Regions from separate parts of the Bombyx mori genome. Here region 2 is linked to region 1. A link is a contact called in public Hi-C data. All regions are on one chromosome and are shown on one strand. Each heading gives the region's core, a stretch centred on a gene start, on an enhancer-like site or on the middle of the called end of the contact. The rest is flanking DNA. Distances are from core to core; before and after follow the strand shown. Region 1 holds the start of LOC101741034 (zinc finger protein 391). Region 2 holds the start of LOC101742130 (VIP36-like protein).

What was found. A called contact is a pair of places that touch in the nucleus more often than the background predicts.
Region 2: a contact with region 1 is called in a Hi-C map of posterior silk gland, with 2.0 times the contacts expected there. The contact joins the promoter of LOC101742130 here to the promoter of LOC101741034 in region 1. A contact is called at or near these places in 2 of 7 Hi-C or Micro-C datasets (posterior silk gland and whole pupa).

Annotation. Positions count from the first base shown.
Region 1 is chr26:3,986,326-3,990,487 of ASM3026992v2, forward strand. LOC101741034 (zinc finger protein 391) reads right to left here and starts at 1,601. Exons shown (of 12, transcript XM_012696199.4): 1 at 1,406-1,601; 2 at 1,118-1,283; 3 at 718-912. The coding sequence starts at 1,525.
Region 2 is chr26:4,370,394-4,374,416 of ASM3026992v2, forward strand. It overlaps LOC101742130 (VIP36-like protein), which reads left to right and starts at 2,132. Exons shown (of 6, transcript XM_004933008.5): 1 at 2,132-2,461; 2 at 2,552-2,667; 3 at 3,793-3,990. The coding sequence starts at 2,161.

The DNA.
Region 1 (4,162 bases), core at 351-2,850:
AAACTGTAACTTGCTCGTATAAAGAGTATTTATATTTTTTTGTTCTTATATTAACTACTAAGCCATAAGTAACTAAGCCATAAGTATACACCCTAACCCCATGGTCATCAAACTGCAGCCAGTGGACGATATTTTGCGGCCCGCGGCAGAGCAAACAATTTTAGTAGAAATAAAAAATACTGATAATATAATACATTTACCATCTTTTTCATTACAGATATGTTTTCACACTAATTAATAAGCTATTCATGTTGCATAAATATGGTGCTATGGAGCACAATAAGGATTCAATGAATAATTGAACATTGCAATGCAGCACTGATTAAATTGAGAGTTTTCAGTACATGTACATATTTTGACTAGTTCGTATTATTGTAATTAAAATTGTACTTTATACATAAAAAAAAATTAGTTCTTAATTTTAGCCTCAGCACTTAAGGCACATTATTAAAAATATATTCAGCACTCAAGTGGTTAATTTAGTGATGGAAATATTTTTATTTAGGTTTATTAACTTCAGTTCATTTACAAAGTTGTGTATTGTTTACAGTAGGCAGCGGCTTGGCTCTGCCCCTGGCATTGCTGAAGTCCATGGGCGACGGTAACCACTCACCATCAGGTGGGCCGTATGCCCGTCTGCCTACAAAGGCAATAAAAAAAAAAAAACATATTTTTATCTAAATATTCCTTACTTGTGTCTAAATTACATTTACTTACCAATTTGTCCTTGTTCATTAGGATATTTCCTTGGTCGCCCTCTCTTTCTTGGACCCAAGGCTTTGGTCACAACTGAACTACTGGGAGTCTTCACTAGTGTCCGAGTCCACTGGCCATCACTGTCCTGTTCTATCGGTAGTTCATATTGATACAGGATACCATTCTCTTGTTTTGTGCTTAGATCATCTAACTCATCTGTAACATAATAATATTGCACTTTAAGCTGAAGTTTAAGTATCGGCCTAAGAGGTGACAGCGTGGCAAGAATTGCATGTTTTTGTTAAACCTTTATAGAGATGGGTTGCTTTGTTCATTAAATAAGGTTGATAGGCTTAACTTACCTACATGCTGTCTTAAAAATGGCATCATCAAATTTTATTTAGGATCGCAATTATCTTACCTTTCATGTTCTCTTCTGCAGAATCTACAGACTTTTTGTACTCCTCTACGCACTCTTGAAGCATTTGGTTCGATGTAAGACATTGTTGCTTGAATTCATATGCATTTATTAACTTGTCCACACAATTTAAGCATATTAACGTAGGTAATAGATCGTCTTCGTTAATCTAGAATGTTTGTTACAAACGTCGAGATTTTCAAAACAAATACAATTAAGTAAAGTAGCAACATTTTTAATACAAAATACAGTGTGGCCATTAGCAGTAATAATCTTTCATGACTTACAAACCTCTATGCTGCAGCAAAATTTGTATTTTTCACTGAACTGTTGGTCGTTTTCATCTAAATCAAATAGAGAAACGGCTTCTCCACTTTCTAGACATACACGACACGTTGATTGCCAATCCATTTTTATTTAATGAAGCTTACAAAATATGTAACGAAAACTTCAATACTCTAATAAAATAATACTGTTTTTTATTTTTTTTATAGAATTTGATGACCTGGTAACTAAGACCTTTAGGTGAAGTCTTATTTTGTAATGTGAAATGAAATGAAGACGATTAATTTGAGACATTAATCATCTGAGATGAAATGAGATAAGATGTTAAGGGTTGAAATATAATCTCAGTAAAATGGTGGTTATTTACTGAGACTTTTTCAGCGGGATTTTTTGAGGATTCCGAGAAGCTACGTATAGCTGCTTTGTTTCATTTTCCCACATTTTATTTAGTACTTTTAATCTAGTACCACTTTTCTAGTAATACTTTTAATCTAGTAAGACCATATCCATTTGCTACAAAGTTGTAAGAAAAACGTCATTTGGACATTCTCGAGCGTGGCCCAATTTTTATTTTTTATTTTGGAGGAAATAATTCAAGGATAACGAAAAATATATAATCTGACGATTTCCAAAGCCGAAATAAGAAAAATTCGTCGATAAAGTTGAATGTGTGCAGCTGCGTCATGACGCAGGAGAGGGGAATTTAGACATGTCTATTATATATAGCCCTCTCCGCATTTTTTAGACCATGTTTTTTTAAATTATTTTCTTGCAAATATAAGGATTTTACTTAAAAACATAAACTTCTTTATTTGCATGCTAGTGCCTGAGCTTTTCCATTTAACAAAGCGATATGAATGTTATATAATATGAATCCGGGACCTTTTGGCGGGAACGCGAGGAGTGAAGTTGTGTGAATTGTTTTATTTTGTCTATTTAGTGTTTCTTCAGTTTTAAATGTGTAATAACGGTGGTTTATTAACTGTTTAATACCTATTAAGTGCACAAGTGTGGAAAAATGAAACAAAGAGGCTGGACGTAATTTCTGGGGATCCTCCAAAAATTCCACTGAAAAAATCTCAGTAAATTAACATCATTTTACTGAGATTATATTTCATCCCATATCATCTCAACTCATTTCATTTATTTCATCCCAGTTGGTTAATATCCCAAATTAATCAACTTCATTTCATTTCATAATATCATATTTCATAAAATATATATATAAAAGATTAGACGGTATGGTATGATACCTTTGCCTTTCCATTTGAAAAAAATAAAACTACTACTGTTATACTGGTCACTCACATTCGCACGAATACGCAAACCCACAACTGTAGGACGACATTTGCAAATGATTATGCAAGTTTTCGCTGCATTCGTGGTTTTCCAAGCTGTGTCGGTTTTTTAATGGACATCAAAGCGCGAGAACCGCGATCCTTCGCGTAGTCTCCCACACACTCGTGTGACCAGTTGTGCCCACGATTGCGAAGGTAACGGACGTTTCGCCATTTTCATAGTTCGTGACATCTACTGTATAGCGTACTTTCATCATGGATTGGAACAAACCAAGGTGATGGAGTTCATTGAACTCCTGCAAAATGAATCGCCCATATGGAACCCTCAAAAGAAATCCCATAAAAACAGAATGGCCGTTAATGACGCCTGGGAAAGAGTTAAAAACTCTTTTTCTCTTCAATGTTCTATTGACGAATTAAAAAACAAATGAAATTCGTGAGACATTCGTAAACAAGTGTAAGAGGAAGCGCAAATGGGTTCGCAAATTGAATACCGAACTCATTTGCACAGCCGTAGCCGCTAAGTTTGCGAATGAATGTCTGTTCCTTTCCTTGTACATTGTACGAATGTTCGCGCGCATGTGAGTGGCCGGCATTATACGAATCCCTGTAAATAATCGTCAGCTAGGATATAACGTAGTGATTACTTGCTCAGTGGCTATGATATAAAGATGAGCCTTAGATAGATACCTATATCTTAATCTGACGCGCTTGAGTATTTCAAAATAGCGATAAAAATTTTTCATATTATAATGGCCGCGAGTTTGCGTCACATCGAAATCGTCAGATTATTATTTAATCACTTAAGACCCCCTAAGAAAATCTGACGCACTTGATAATTATTATTTTTCATTTTCACCCCTAACCTACGACCACACCCATCATGCAAACGATCAGATTAACATACATACACTATTAAAAATACGTAGGACATTCATGCTATCAATATTTGACGCGCTTGAGTATGTCCTTGCAACAGTTTTTTTTACAAATTTAAAAATCTATTGCCGCTTCCTCCACCGATGAAAAGGTACATATACATTATATTATTATGACATTTTTTTCTTATTATCATCTAAGCTTTGCAACTACTAAAAAAGGAAACTATGGTTTGAACCCGTAAAATACAGTCCGCGCGCGAGCTCCGAGGATTCGGAGGCTGAGGAAGCGGGCGGGCGTGCACCGCGCCCGACCGTCGCTTCATACCCTGCACTCTTCCAGTACTAGTGTCGACCTTAACGTGAGAGTACGCTTACCGACTCGCCGTTTTTAATTTTGCGATAGCAATGTTAATTACGTGTGATTTGTAATATAAATAGCCTTACACTTATAGGTCTTTTTGTTTGCACAAATAGCTATTTAATTTGATAAAAAGGAATGGCGAGCACTAGCATAATAAACATATCTTAGCATTAGAGAACTGGCAAAAGGATGGCTTAATGGAGGATGTTGTCGAATCATTTAT
Region 2 (4,023 bases), core at 882-3,381, 380 kb after region 1:
AATTACACCTTGTTTTTATTCCAATATTTAATAATTGAAACATACTAAGTACGTATTAATACTTAGTATTAATATTTAAGACTCGAAACACTAGTACTATGTAGACAGCCTAATTTTTTTATATTCAAGCGACATCTATGAATTTTAGAATAGACTGCATGAGTACACACGCAACTCAAGTCAGAAACGAAAAAAACTTCAAATTTGTGTGTAATCTATGTATTCATTCAACACTAACAACTGAGGCGTCACGTTGTACAGCGCCATCTTGTATCTGATGAGATATATCTAAGACATAGTCATTTTCATCATTTAAATTTTTAGTGTTTAAACTTAAATGTAGGCATTTCTTTATGATTAAATCAAAGTTATAATAGTAAATTTTTTTAATTATCTACTATGACAATTGACTTATTTCTTTTATTTGTGGAACTAATAAGCCAAATATATGTTCATTGTAGTACGCTGTTGATAAGTGTACAAAATGATTAACTTACTTTGTGAGTAATTTGTACAGTACCTATTCAAAGAGATAATAATTAACAGTTGGTTCATGGAAATTTTGGAACATTTGGATATTATCTGCGTACGGTCTGCATTTTCATCATTACAATTTCCGTTGTAATTGTTGCCAGCGTTGAATTTAAAAAGTGGATGTTTTTTGAGAAATAATTCCATTAGTAGTAATCACACAGTTATCACAAAATATTACAGATGATAATAGTAGTATTGTGATGTTCTAGGCATTTGTCATTTAGGCACGTTTAGCCATATTTTCACCAGTGTGTCAATAATTTCTTGTTAAAAGTTTGCAAAATGATTATGAAAATTAAAATGGGCCGGATAGAAATTAAATTGATTTCTCTAAAACTATTATTATTACAGAATGAAATTAAATGGAATGCAGTGATACCTTATTATATGAAATATACCAATATAGCATTCACATGAGAGGAATTTACTAAATTTCAATGAAAGGTTCTTAGAAGCATCCCAGAAACCGCTTGCGGCCAATTTTTTCATTTCCCACACTTTACGTACTCATTTTAACGGATACTAAGCGATTAATCACCCCCAACCTGCCGAAAAAGTCAATCTACCGATTATATAAAGATATAACATGGTGAGCGTTGAAACAGATTCAAAACTTTTACAATTCTTCTTGATAATTAAAATGCATTGCTTTTTAACTTAATTAAGCTTGATTTAATTTTTTTTTGGTATTTTGTGAGATTGACTTTGTTCTAAATCTAATATTGGAACAATTTTTAGAAATGATAAATAAAATCTAAGTAAACGGAATAAAACCAAAAGTATGAATTAAGGATTGGCGTTTCTAGGATTCACTGCATATGTATTATTTATTAGTAGAATACATACGCTTCATTTAATCATACTTTATTTGCTATTATTTTTGTGTAGATCAACCACATTCGAGATTGTATTGACGTTTGATGACTGACTAGAAAATATCGATGGGGTTAATTTACCATCTGTGATATAATATAAAATACCTTTATCTTCCTTGCAAATTAATATAAAACTTAGCTCTCCAAACCAGACAAACGGCCTTTTTACGAACATATTCATTTTTAATTTGTAAAAACTAATCTCGATCGACAGCAAATAATGTTAGATCATAAACAGATATAATAATATGATCAATCCACTTCCAATTTCGTTTTGCAGTTGGAACAGCGCCCATTTAACGGTAAATGTAGGCAAACGTTGCAACTCCATACAAATTTGAGTTAACTATTACGCTATCGAGAACGTTAAAAAAAATGTGTGCGTGTACTAGTGTACACACGTAAGAAGTGAAACTTGTTTATGGCCTTATTTTTCGAAAAATGATCTACATGCAACTTTCTAGAAATTGGTTAAATAAAGTTAAATTAGATAAAGTTTAAACAAAAGGATTTTATTATCATAGACATGAATACAAAAAAGTTAAATTAGATAAAGTTTAAACAAAAGGATTTTATTATCATAGACATGAATACAAAACAGATGGCGCGTAACGGAAAAATGTGACGCGTAACCGAAAAATGTGACGGTAAATTTTTTTCCAACGCCGATAAGGAAGTTTCACTTCAAAAACTCGCACTAAGCACACTGAACGCGTTACTCATGAGTGTGATGTCTCATTGGCAACACTAGATGTACTACTCTCTAGTCTCTACTACTCTCCAACACAAAATTAAACATTATGTGTATTATCTATGCTCTCCAACGATTTGTCCACTGAAGTATTGTCCGATTTGGCGTGTGCAGTGTATCATTAACATTTGTCATCATTCTTCGTTGTCTAAGATGAAGTTGGACTTTTCAACAATGATTCATCAGAGAATAAGCTGGGTGCAAATCCTTTGCGCTACGTTATTTCTCAACCCAATATTTGCAGAATGGAATACAAGGGACTACATAAGAAGAGAGCATTCACTGACAAAACCCTATCAAGGTGAGTGACCTCGGTTGCCGACATCAACCTCACTTTGATCTTGAAAAGCGAGTCAATATAATATAATAATACTCAATTATTTCGTTTCAGGTAGTGGAATGTCCTTGCCATATTGGGATTTTTTAGGTAGTACAATTGTAACCTCGAATTATGTGCGTCTAACACCCGATTTGCAATCAAAAGCTGGTGCTCTATGGAATACTGTTGTAAGTTCTACCTACATTGTTACCTAGGCACTACAAACACACAATGAGCGATAAGCCTGTAATAAAAACATGAGATATACCAACACAAACTAATTAATTAACAATAATGACACTAATTTAATTACCGCTTCTAAATTAAGTAATTTTTCTTCACTGGTGAAATTTTAGAACGTTAATAAATTATCAAAAGTTTCAGTGAATTTTTCAAAGATTATTACGCATATTTCTTAAATGATTTGCCATAAAAAACAATTTTATATTCTTTGAAGAAAACAGTAGCTCTTTTCGGTAACGTAAATAACACAGCAAAATAAAGTTGAACACAGCGGTACAATGTTGCCAGTCATGTCTATTAATTATTATAAATCTTAATCATAAAATGGAACAAAGAGATCTATAATTAATACAGAACTAGGAGCGAGTAGTATTCAGAATAAAACAAACAATGAGTCAATGTTGAAATGAATATGAAAATGCTAAACAGTAAAAATATTTGTAGTTAATATGCGTGCATTTATTATATACTTCTAAAAAAATATCATTTTAATTAATCAGCTTTCTTACCCATAATTCTAAGGCATACCTTGTTTTATTATTTAATGAACTGAATTGCAAGCTTAATTACAAATATTGAGTAATTGTTAGTACAGTGATTTGTGTATATTATTAAGCACTCACACCAGGCAGGTCTCTTTTTTTATGAAAATGATAATAAGTACCCGCACTAGTACTCTACACCTTAAGAATATTTTGGCTACAATTTCCAGAATAATTTAAACAATGTGGCATTTTACATATCACTAGCTGGCCCAGCAAATGTTGTTTTGCTATATAAATTATTTCTAAAAAAGATAAATAACCTAGACACTGACTGCAGCATCATGTGCCGGGCTGATTTGTAAATCTAAACCATTCTTGGATCCACCTTAAGGTACACAGAAAATTTCATTAAAATCAGTCCAGCTGCTTAGGAGTTTATTGACAAGCACACGCACAGAAATATATATACATATATATACTAAGATAAAGAACATAACCCAATGTTATAATGTAACCTATAATTATTGGTTCAGAATAATTTTGAAACAAAACTTTTGCTTAAATCACTTTTTATTGTTTTCGCAGCCCTGTAACACTAGAAATTGGGAACTGCAGGTGCAATTCAAAGTGCATGGTCGAGGAAAAGAGCTATTTGGTGATGGATTTGCAATATGGTATGTCAAAGAGAGAATGGAAAGTGGCCCTGTATTTGGCAGTAAGGACTACTTCAATGGCTTAGCAATCATACTCGACACATACAGCAACCACAATGGTGCTCATAATGTGAGTAATGCAATGAAATATGGTATTTGCAAA